Regions from separate parts of the Macaca fascicularis genome. Here region 1 is linked to region 2. Evidence: chromatin contacts called from public Hi-C data. All regions are on one chromosome and are shown on one strand. Each heading gives the region's core, a stretch centred on a gene start, on an enhancer-like site or on the middle of the called end of the contact. The rest is flanking DNA. Distances are from core to core; before and after follow the strand shown.

The links. A called contact is a pair of places that touch in the nucleus more often than the background predicts.
Region 1: a contact with region 2 is called in a Hi-C map of skeletal muscle, with 13 times the contacts expected there. The contact joins the promoter of PLK2 here to the enhancer-like site in region 2. A contact is called at or near these places in 2 of 2 Hi-C or Micro-C datasets (liver and skeletal muscle).

The regions. Positions count from the first base shown.
Region 1 is chr6:63,914,314-63,920,565 of T2T-MFA8v1.1, reverse strand. It overlaps PLK2 (polo like kinase 2), which reads left to right and starts at 3,244. Exons shown (of 14, transcript XM_005556946.5): 1 at 3,244-3,640; 2 at 4,246-4,353; 3 at 4,497-4,613; 4 at 4,809-4,938; 5 at 5,168-5,255; 6 at 5,754-5,849; 7 at 5,953-6,151; 8 at 6,239-6,252. The coding sequence starts at 3,371.
Region 2 is chr6:63,249,837-63,255,491 of T2T-MFA8v1.1, reverse strand. No RefSeq gene overlaps it. Among named protein-coding and RNA genes, the nearest start is that of ACTBL2, 310 kb to the right of the region's middle. Within about 2 kb of position 1,886, at least 1 of the 6 cell types and tissues checked has an H3K27ac peak or open chromatin away from gene starts, as enhancers often do.

The DNA.
Region 1 (6,252 bases), core at 1,995-4,494, 660 kb before region 2:
CAGTATACTTTTCAATTTCTCTTCTGATGAATGAAATTGAGCAAATATAAGAACCATTTGTTTTCTATTGGATAATTGGTATTTTATTCAATTGTAGGAGTTTTTACATAATAGGAAGATAAGCTCTTTCTCTGATGAGTTGAAAAGTTTTCTAGTGTTATTTATCCTTTGACTTTATTTATGGTGTTTTGTTATTTTAAATCAATGAAAAGGTTTTGTTTATATATAGTTACATTAATTAATCTTGTTTTTTTTTTAAGGATTCTAGATTTTGTAAACAGTTGAAAGTTCTACCACACTCAAAGGCTATGAAAGAATTCTCTTATTGTCTTATAATTTCACATATTTCAAACTTTCATTTGCTTGAAATTAAGTCACATATGAAGTATGGATCCATTTTTTCCTTCCTACTGGTTACCAAATTGACCCCATGATATTTAGTAATTATTCTACCGAATAGAAAGTACATTTATTTCCTTTTTTGTTCTATGGACTACAATTTTGGTTCTGTCCACATGATGGCACCACAACTCCCCCCCAAAAAAATCATTTTCTCAGTTGGAAAGAAAACACCATAAGACTTACAAAGCGTTAATATTTTATTAAATGCCTCCATGTTGTGGAAAACAGACCTGAATTTCACATGGAATGTTCAATAATTTATCAAATACTGAAGTCCATTTGGTAAAGATACATACCATAGTGTATGCTAATCAAAGAAGTAATTGAAATATATATATATTTTTAAATCACGCCAATCTATTCTTCAATTTTTTTCTTAGGCCACAGATGAATACACATACACATACACATATATGTATACACACACACACATAGTTTATTATCAACCACAAAGACATGGTGTGTAAACTAGCTTTGAGAAATTCTAGTAATATTTTCTAAACCTGCAAGCCTTCTACATCTTAGAGAGTAGGTTTGCATAAATCTGGGAAGCAAAGGTCACCCCTAGGCTTATGAATAAAGAGGATGATTACGTAATTCTGAATTTCCACCCCTAAGCCCCACCTCTTATTCCATCCTTGACAATCTCGGGGTTAAAGTCTATTGTCACTTATGAGAAACATGCCTGGACTTGCCCTGCACTCTTTAAAGAATCAAAAACAGAAGCGACAGCAAAGACTTTCCCTTTCTCCTCTACAATGGCAAAGCCTTTCCCTTTCTCCTCTCTAATGGCAATGAGCCTCTTTTCCACATTATGCTGGAAGTATTTGAGACACAGTATTTTTGTAAATGTTCTGTTAATGTTGACACCATACATACCTAAATTTGACAGTGGACTGCAGCAACCCTTTTTGTATGTACCTTCCAGGGATTCAATAATCTGGTATTCTAAATGTCTCCGGAATTTAGCTTCAAAACACTGTTTACCATATCTTGTTAACATAGGTAAAAAGATTCAAGTGTGCTGCCAATTAACCTAACCTCGATGATCTAGTAAAAATATAGAATAGTTACTTAAATCCTCCAAGCCTCATCTATAAAATGGGAATAATAATGTAGGATAATAATAATATGCCACCTCAAATGTGGCCCTGGAATAAAGATTATTTTGAGATAATTATTTTGAGAAGCAGCAGACCGAGGAGACGCTCTAAAAATGGCATATTACCCTTTTGTAAGGGAAATGTACATTTACTAAAAAAACAAAACAAAAAGCCCCCCACAAAACTCCATTTGTAAGAGTGTCTCCTCTGTACCAGGAAGAATGACTCTAAGTCATGAAAAACTTATGAAAGAAGAAATAAGAAACCCCAATCCTATTTACCGTACATTTCCTGGTCATGGTTCCTTAACTTGCCTGCTCCACAATCTTTTCTTTTGGTTTAGCTAAAGATAGTATTTAAGCCCGATTTTAAACCATCTCTCATTTTCCTGGTTATCTCCCATGTATATATGACACATACATGTTAACAAACTTCTTTGTTTTCTTGTTAATCTGTCTGGTTACAGGCACCCAGGCCAAAACTTTGAAAGGTAGAAAATTATTTTTCCTTCCTTACAATATTACTCACTCAGAATTGTTGTAGGATTAAATAAGGCATTTCAAAATACTGCACAGTCCTCAAATGTTACGCTATCGTAATTAGAACAAGAAAACAAAACAAACAAAAAAAACGTGTTCCTAGGTCAAACTGCACAGTAAAATCTGGAAATTGGAAACTAAGCCGTGTTTGCACTCACTGGCCTGCGCTCTCTTCATCCTACCAATCCCCCTACCCCCAGAAAGTCTCGGATTGACTCTCCAGGAACCAGGGCAGTTCATGAGCCATCTCAACAGATGCATTCGGAAGAAGTCATAGATGACTCTGCAAACTCACAATCGGCATCGATTTTTAGTACCAGTAACTGTCAAAGCCCCACTGTCGTCAACCGCTGCCCACTTGACACCTAACGGCACTTCCGGAACATTCCACAAGATGGCGCCCTTGCTTTCCAATCATCGGGCTACCGGCGGAGGACGCCTTGCCGAGGCGTCGACCTCGTTCTCCAAGGTTCAGGGGCTGACCTCGGACAGAGGCTCGCTCTAGGGGGATGGGCGGGGGCCAGCACTGGCACTGTTGGCCGATCGGCCCGGGATCCCAGCGTGCGGGCCCGAGTCTGCCCCAGCGCGATGCGGCGATGGGCTCGAATGCCCGGCTCCCCGAATTCCGGCCTTTCACCCGCACGGCCTCTCGGCACTGCCCCAGCTAGACACCAACGAGCGCGTCACGCGCGGGGCCTTGTCACACGGCCGGAGGAGGCCTCGCGTGCCCGTGCGGCGGGCTCCGGGCACCCTGATACCTTGACACAAGAGGCGCCGGGTCGTGGGGCGGCGGGGAAGGGCTGTGCGGGGGAGGGACTGCGTCTACACCCGCGCCCAACTCGCTCCGGTCACGGCACTGCCCTGACACCAGGCGGCTGGGGCGGGGGTGGGGCCAGGCATCGGCCCTCGGGATTCTGTTTTCTAAACTGAGGCTCAGAGCCTTCGAAGAACGTGGCAGCAGGGCCCACAGACGGCCCTGAAGGCCTTCCCGTGGCTGCGAGAGTTCCCGGCGGCCGGCGTTCGAGGCGCGCGGCTCCGCTCCGAAGCGAGACCTAGGTGGCAGGACAGGACCTGCTTCCCGGCCAAGCGCGCTCGGCAGGCCGTGGGGCGGGGCGTCGGCCGTGTCGCGGTGTCGCGTATCGAGTCTCCGCCCCCTTCCCGCCGCCCAGTATATAAGACTTCGCCGAGCCTTCTCACTCGCACAAGTGGACCGGGGTGTAAGGTGCGCGTTGGCACCGGAGGCAGGGGTGCGAGGGCCACGGCCGACTCGGACGTGTGACCGCGCCTAGGGGGTGGCAGTGGGCAGTGCGGGCCGGCAAGGCTATCATGGAGCTTTTGCGGACTATCACCTACCAGCCAGCCGCCAGCACCAAAATGTGCGAGCAGGCGCTGGGCAAGGGTTGCGGAGGGGACTCGAAGAAGAAGCGGCCGCCGCAGCCCCCCGAGGAATCGCAGCCACCTCAGTCCCAGGCGCAGGTGCCCCCGGCGGCCCCGCACCACCATCACCACCATTCGCACTCGGGGCCCGAGATCTCGCGGATTATCGTCGACCCCACGACGGGGAAGCGCTACTGCCGGGGCAAAGTGCTGGGAAAGGTGACAAGCGGAGGGCGCCGGGCTGCCGGGCGGGCTGGCGGGCGGGAGGTCTGTCCGGGCGACCCCAAGCCGGGCAGGCCCGCGGGGTCCCGCGCCCGCCGCTTCCAGGTTTTTCGGGGGTCAGATCCCAGCGCGAGGTGGGCTCCTCACCTGCTGCCTGGCTTTTGTGCACCGGCAGCGCTGGGGATCGGCTTTGCCTGCCTTAGCCTCACAACTGTGTGCCACCCCGCAGCCCAGAGAAATGCATCTTGAGTCTGGAAGCGAGGGCTTTCTGTATCAGACCTCTCTCCCTCCATCTGCTCCGAGGGAATTTTCCTAACAAGTCTCATCAGACATTATTTTTCATGTCTCCCCGCTCCAACTCCCTCCATAAAGCTCCCCTTTATATTATAGGAAAAAAACTGTTTGAAGTTGCTGTTTCCAGCAATGCGTTTCTCTTCATGAGGGAGCTTTAACGAAGTCGAATGCCTTCCTCTGACCACCCTTCTCCATTCCTCAATTTTTTTTTTTTGCTTTTCTTTCTTCCCATTTATTTATTTATTTTAAATATCTGCCGTCCATTTTTGTGCCATACTCAATTCCGTCTCGGCTTTGTTTCTTTTCAGGGTGGCTTTGCAAAATGTTACGAGATGACAGATTTGACAAATAACAAAGTCTACGCCGCAAAAATTATTCCTCACAGCAGAGTAGCTAAACCTCATCAAAGGGAAAAGGTGTGTATGACTCTTGAGTAAAGTATTTTCTTTGTGTGCAGGGATGGCCCTTCCCTGTTAGGAAAATGTCTTCTGCATGTGTAATCACTGGCTTTTCCGAGGTGACTGGAGGCTAATAAGCCTTGCCTTGCTTTTTCATTTAGATTGACAAAGAAATAGAGCTTCACAGAATTCTTCATCATAAGCATGTAGTGCAGTTTTACCACTACTTTGAGGACAAAGAAAACATTTACATTCTCTTGGAATACTGCAGTAGAAGGGTAAGTGTCAACTCCTATTTGAGAACATTTACTTACCCCGAATTAACACGGTATTCAAAAAGTATTTTATCTGGTATTTTAGCTGTGGCAGTATTTACACTGCAAAGTTAACTTTCATTGCATATCCTGCAAAGGGAAACCAGTGATTTTGATAACTGTTTGACACATTCTCTTTTTTCCTTCTTCTCTTCCTAGTCAATGGCTCATATTTTGAAAGCAAGAAAGGTGTTGACAGAGCCAGAAGTTCGATACTACCTCAGGCAGATTGTGTCTGGACTGAAATACCTTCATGAACAAGAAATCTTGCACAGAGATCTCAAACTAGGTAAGTCCTTGATGCCAAAAGCTGAGTTTTGTGTTAGAGTTCCTTTTCTCTCTCTGTCTATTTTTACATATGAATGTTCTTAATTGGGATCTAGCGTCTGCAATCTTGCTTTTGAATGGGCGTCTTTCATATAACAATTGGCTGCCTGGCTCCAAAGTGGATGTATGTGTACTTGTTTAGAATGCATTTTCAAAAGGATTCACTTTTTTTTTTTTTGTTTATCATCTAGGGAACTTTTTTATTAATGAAGCCATGGAACTAAAAGTTGGGGACTTCGGTTTGGCAGCCAGGCTAGAACCCTTGGAACACAGAAGGAGGTAAGAGTCCGAAAGATGCATCCTAGTAGGGTTTTGTGGAGAGACCAAACATGCCTTCGCTGTTTTGCATTTCATGTTTCAGAGGTCCAGTGATAACATCTATAAATCATAGCAATGTTAATTTAAAGAAATACTTACTGAATGCCCACTATGGACTAGACAGAGCACGCTGTGCCTCTAAATTGATTATGAAAGCAGTCAATGAAGTCTTTTCTTGGCCTGAAATGTATAAAATGCCACGACGTCCCTGGTTTTATTTGGTTAACCACACGTTGCATGTGGGCTAAAACAATGTGTGTGCACTGTAAAAAATTACCAAAACTCACTTGGTCAGATCTCAATTGTTCAGATGCTAAAAGTCAAATGTTTCCAAATAGAAATTCACTGTAGATATTAAGATTTTGTTTAAGATTTTGTCTCCCATCAAGTCACGTCAAGAGAACCAAGTTTAAATAGTGGAGTAATTCCTAACACGATCTCAATATTTCATCTTTCCAGAACGATATGTGGTACCCCGAACTATCTCTCTCCTGAAGTCCTGAACAAACAAGGACATGGCTGTGAATCAGACATTTGGGCCCTGGGCTGTGTCATGTAAGTAAATGCAGCAGAATAATTAAAAAGCAAATTTGGATTTAAATTTTAACACTTGAGTTGCTTTATGACCATTGCTAAAGATGTGTTTCTTTGCACACAGGTATACAATGTTACTAGGGAGGCCCCCATTTGAAACTACAAATCTCAAAGAAACTTATAGGTGCATAAGGGAAGCAAGGTATACAATGCCGTCCTCATTGCTGGCTCCTGCCAAGCACTTAATTGCTAGTATGTTGTCCAAAAACCCAGAGGATCGTCCCAGTTTGGATGACATCATTCGACATGACTTTTTTTTGCAGGTTGGTGCACTATCTTTTGTTTTAATTACATGGTATTGATCCCAGTTACCTGACAGGTTACTGAAGGCCTTTTCTAATGTTCCACAGGGCTTCACTCCGGA
Region 2 (5,655 bases), core at 637-3,136:
CAAACTGACACCTTAAATTTCTAGAAAAACAATTCAGTCATTGAGAAGGCAGAGAGTCAGCATCCTTGTAGAAAATAGATGGTTCACTCAAAATGGATAATATAAAGAGAGTTTAATAAAAAGAATTTTTTTTTAAAGTAATGGATCCACTGTAGGGAAACCAAAGTGAAGCCAGAGGAGGGAGATAATTGTTGACCTTTAGCCTAAAGGTTTGAAGCAGCCCTTAAGGGTCCCAGAGGTAAAGAAATCTGTGTGGATAAAGTCTCTTTAAAGGAAGAGCCAGCCTGTAGTAACATCTATTACAGAGAGAGAACCCCGCAGGGGACTAAATACCACCACTCACCCTATCTGACTCTCCTATTGCATCATATCGCCTGTCATTGCTAAACCCAACTGAAAGCTGGAGGACAAGGGGATCCCTTGGTATAATCTATGAAGGCCAGGGCACAAAATAACATGGACAATGCACCCAGAGGTCAAAGAGAAGATATCCAGCACAGAGGGATTTTTTATGTGCTTACTGTTATGGTTTGAACTATATCCCTGCAAAAAGATACACTGAAGTCTTACTTCCCAGTACCTCAAGATGTGACCCTTATTTGGTAATAGGGTCTTTACAGAAGTAATCATGTTAAAATGAGGTCATTATGGTAGGTCCTATCCAAGGTGACTGTGTTTTTATAGAAAGTAGAAATTTTCACACAGAGACAGACATGCACAGAGGGAAGACCGTGTGAAGACACAAAGGGAGAAGATGGTAATAGGACTGGAGTGATGCATCTGCAGGCCAGGGGATGTCAGGATTGCGGCAAACACCAAGAGGCAGCAGAAGCCAGGAAGGATTCTCCCTAGAGCTATCAGAGAGACCTTTGCCCTGCTTGCACCTTGATTTCAGACTTCCAGCCTCTAGAACTGTAAGAAAATGAATTATCTGTTGTTTGAAGCCATTCGGGTTTTGGTACGCTGTACGGGAGTCTTAAGAGGCCAGTATACTTGCTAAGATGCAACTGCCCTGACTGAGCAGCCTTAACTTCTCAGAGTGGGTTCTGGCTTCAAAATGGACCTTAGAGAAAATGATGTCCAACCCTTTTACTTTACAAATAAGAGAAATGAGACATAAGAGAGCCTTGCTTACAGTCACACAACTGGTAACCAAGCTCAAACGGCTAAGTCCCCAGAAAGCTTTCTGTCAGCCCTGCATTGACAAGAAGTCAGGGACACGATTCTCAACCTAGCTAAGCACATTGCACAACACTCTGCCACCCACCTAGCATATTATCCACGTTACAGTATTCTCCAGAATAGATGATGAGTGGCATCCTTTGCTGAACTCTCACATTTCTGTAGTACCAGCAGCTTTTAGAGGGGGCTCTCAGCTAAAGGAAACAGCTCAGAAATTAAAAATTTGCCTCTGTTCTTTCTTAGTGCTAAAGAAAATGTCTAATTACCCTGAGAAAGACCAACACTAACTCTCTAGGACAAAGTGTTTTACTTCCTTGTGAATTGGCCATAAAAAGAGTTCCCCAAATAATGCTCATTGATTGAAGATTGACTGCCCCACATATCCTGAAGAAATGATAAGAAACTACACAGTCAGCAGTTAAAAGTATTAGAGAGAGTGAGAGGGTGGACAAGTGCTACCCAGAAGTAAATCGATTTCCCATAGCACTATGATCTTTCTTATCTAGAGGAAGCTTTTGTTTTCTTGTCAATCAATCCCAGCAGATCTTCTGAGGGCTGACCACACCCTGGACTGGGGAATGCTCAGGAAGGAATAGGGGGAGGAAGAAGGGAGAGGCGATTTCCTGATGGATCAGTTGCTGGCAAGTGTCTGGACCCTGGGAAAGTCGTGGTGTAGGAATTCGTCTCCTTGGAGAGCAACCAGAGGAGCAGGAACAATGCTGGGAACTGCTGATGGTGACTCTCAGGTCACGCCTTGCACAGTGCAGTCCATGGCACCAGGCTAGGCCACAGCACCTCCCAAACCCTGGGCAGTGCAGTGTTTACTCCCCTCCTTCAGTCCAGCTGCCAACATGAAGTGCCGTTCTCCTGGCTTGTTCTCTTTAAGGGAGACAACTAGCTTCACACAAGATTAATGCATTGGGATAACCAAAAAGGCGAAGTCCAAGTAAGACTTTCCTTTAGCTCCCATTAGTCCCAAAAGGAGACCACCACTTTCTTGGCTCTTGACTGATTGTTCTCCCAAGGGAAAGGCATGTTTTGACTATCAAAGTGATCCCTTTATGTACAGTTTCTAATTTGTCTGTAGAAAAAATGAGTACTTCGGATGGCATCTCTCCTCATGAAGCAACTCAAAAATTATAGAACAGTGAATTAAAGGGCCGTGTTTCCCTGCCTCGGTGTCCCCATGCCCTTTGAAGACAGTGTGCTGAGGAGGCACAGAGAGACCTTCTGCCTTGGCCAGAGCACCAGTGAAAGTAACACTCATTTAATGGAGGCTAAAATAGCCTATTTCTACATCAGTTTTTCTCCTATTTGGAAAAGTTTCTTCTCTCACTATCAAAAGTAAGCTATCTGTTAAGAAGTATTTAACCGTTGTAAGAGTTTCCTCCAGCTAAATCAATGCAGAGAAATGCCAAGATAAACCAAGATAAATCCATTTAAAATGCCTTATTGAAAACCAGATTTTCTACTTCTTCAGAGACTAACTGGAAAGTAACCATTAAGATAATTTACTTGCCTTATTTTCTCTTTCATTCATATATGAACAGGACACCTAGCTCTTCCTGAGCGTTGTAGAAGCCTCCATGGCCTTCAAATCTGGTGCACTGGTGACCTCTAGAGGACAGAATCTCATTACAGACTCAATATTAAGGTTAAAGAATCCATTGCTCTGGGGAAAATGTGAATGCATTGTCAATATTACAGCTGCAAAATAGCTTTTGGCTCTCACAGTCACAAGAGGCTTCAAGAAATTATCTTCCTCCAGGTAAAATCTCCAAGGTGTCAAATGATCCATTTTCCTGTAAATGAGAGAAGTTTGTTGTTGATGGAAATCTTTTAAAAGATGGATTTTTCCCCCCAAGATGTAGCCCGTTTTTTGACAGATTCCCAACTGAATCTGAAACGTTAGAGGTTCGCTGAAGTGCATGTCTTTAGCCATCTTTTGCCTATTGCCCACCCCTCAGTGTCCTGCCCAATTTTCAACACAAGTATTTGAGAATATCAGAAAAAGGATTCAAATAATTATTCTGGAACCCCTCTACATTGTCAGAGTTTTGTATTTCCTGATGTCAGTCAAGTAGCTTGCCATTCTTCACTACATTTTCCTTCACCAGCAGAGCTTTCAACATAGCTGAGAGGGGTTAAAGAGGGGTTAGAGAGGTCCCAGGGCCATAGAGGCTGAGTTAAGACATGATTGTGCAATGGGGCTCTAATCTCCCATAGCATTTCCAAGAGGTCCTGGGAGAGAATTGCCTTTGCATTCATTCATAGAGCCAAGAGCTTTGAATCACTTTTACTCTTAGGTAGTAACACAGACTCCATGCTGCTTAATCCGTGGAGACAGAAGTCAGACTTACAACTCAACCTGCAATGCAGGGCCATTTAGGACCAGGTCATGGCATCATTGAATAAACATTATTTTTTAACGTAAAGCTGTCTATATTCTGTTCACATTTCCTGGTATTTATTATATGTTATCTTTTATTTTCACAGCTGCCCTGCAAAGTATGTGTTAACCTATTTATTTTACTGATAAGAAACTAAAAGAGCTCACTCAATCAGTGTGACACAACATATAACTAGAAATTTGCTCATATTCCTAAATGTGTGGTATTTCCATTATATCACAAGGTTTCTAACATCAAATGTGAGGGCAGAAAATGAATGTTTCACTCATAGTTTACACTACTCACTTTATAAACAAAGATGTGCAGGAAAAGAAATAGCATGCCTGAGGCCACACACTTTAGTGGCAGAACTAGAGTTAATAGCAAGTATTTTGATTTCCATGCCAGGGTCTGGGTCACTATCCAAAGTCCATAATGATTTCCTTCTTGCCTTTGCAGGAGCTATAAAAGATGACTATGAAAGTAGCATAAATACCAGAAAGTAGTTCTCCTTTAACATTTCCTCTTCCATTTACCTGACTTTGGTTTTCCACATTAGTGAACTCTTTCTAAGGAACCCAGGGAATCCTACAAGGCTCCCAACTCTAGCTCCAAGGCCTCCCTCACCATTTTCTCTTTTGTACAGTTGTCCTTATTTATACCTATATGGGAAAGAAAATTAGACTCTGCAGGGAACAAGCAAAAGCCCATTAACACAATGAGAAGAGCAGTGGGCCTTAACACTTAAGACTCAGAGAGATTGTAATAGATTGTAATAGACATTTGAAAACTAGACAGATTTCTAGAATTGTATTTCTGTTTTTTCTAAGAATCTATTCATACGACCTCTGGAAAGACCCAGCAATTTCTCAGCAAGTCAGTTGCTGCTCCTAATATCATGTTTAAGTTATATAAAAAGATATTTCTATCTAGTTAAGGCTTACAAATAAATGATAAGGCTTACAAATAAATGATAAAACTGTTACATAGTTTAAATCAAACTATTCTACTGACAATTAAAGGATGCAATAAGTACTCAAAACTATACAATGCATTTGTTATACAAGAAAGAATGTTCAATCAATTTTTGCTTCTATAACTTCTTTCTATGGCCCAATTCTTGATACATCCCCAAGTTAACACTTCTCAGAAATATGCTAGCTCTTTTGAAGCTTTTATCAGTGCAATGTTGTTAGCAGTTCTAGTGAAGATTTAAGTTAAGAGGCTACAGCTAGTAGTGAAATGGCAGTTTGGGGATTATCTGGGAATTTCAAGGATTTCTGTTAGCACTGTCCCCATATTATGGTTGATGACAGAATTTTCAGTGACTCATCTTTGCAGTGAAATTAAGGGGTTTTGGGAACCACCCAGGTCTTCAAGGCCAGTTGTTAAAAAGTAACAAGCTTCCTTCATTATTAGAAATCGGGGGCTTGCTATCTTGCCTAAGGAACTGGATAAACTGAATCTTACTCACTTGACATTTAGAACTCATTTGGGAGAATCAGAAAAACTCCCATGTTGGTTGGCTAGTAAGCTGGAGTGTTATTCAGCCTTGTAAAAGTGTAAGACAAATAAACATATAGTATGAAGGGTTGCCCAGTTGTAGGTCGATGGTGGTATAAGAGAAGTAGAGTAGATGAGTAGAGAAGGAGAGCTAAAGATAGTATAGAAAGAAGAGAGTTAAAGAATTCTGATTTCTTTCTCTGAGTTTTAATGTCTGACCTGCCTTATTCCAATTTCAAGGCCAGCCAGCAGACTAGCACTACAAACACTAATTAGAAAAGCCCTGTTCAACCTTCTTCTCTATCCTTTTGCCGTAGTGGAGCACTTAATAACAGAACTGCAGCAGGGCTCTCAGCTAGTAGTAAATTGAGAACATTTTCATGGGGATTGTGTGCTGCTCAATCTAGTTCTTAACCCAGGAAGGTTGGTTAGTATACCATTATGAGATGTTTTTCAAATGTCAGCTATTATTTCTGCAGTGATCTCTTACTGATGTATGTTCAGGGCTCAACAGACTGTTGTCTAATTTCTCACCATTCCCCAAGTTCTGCCACAAACAAGCTGAGGCACATTGAAATCT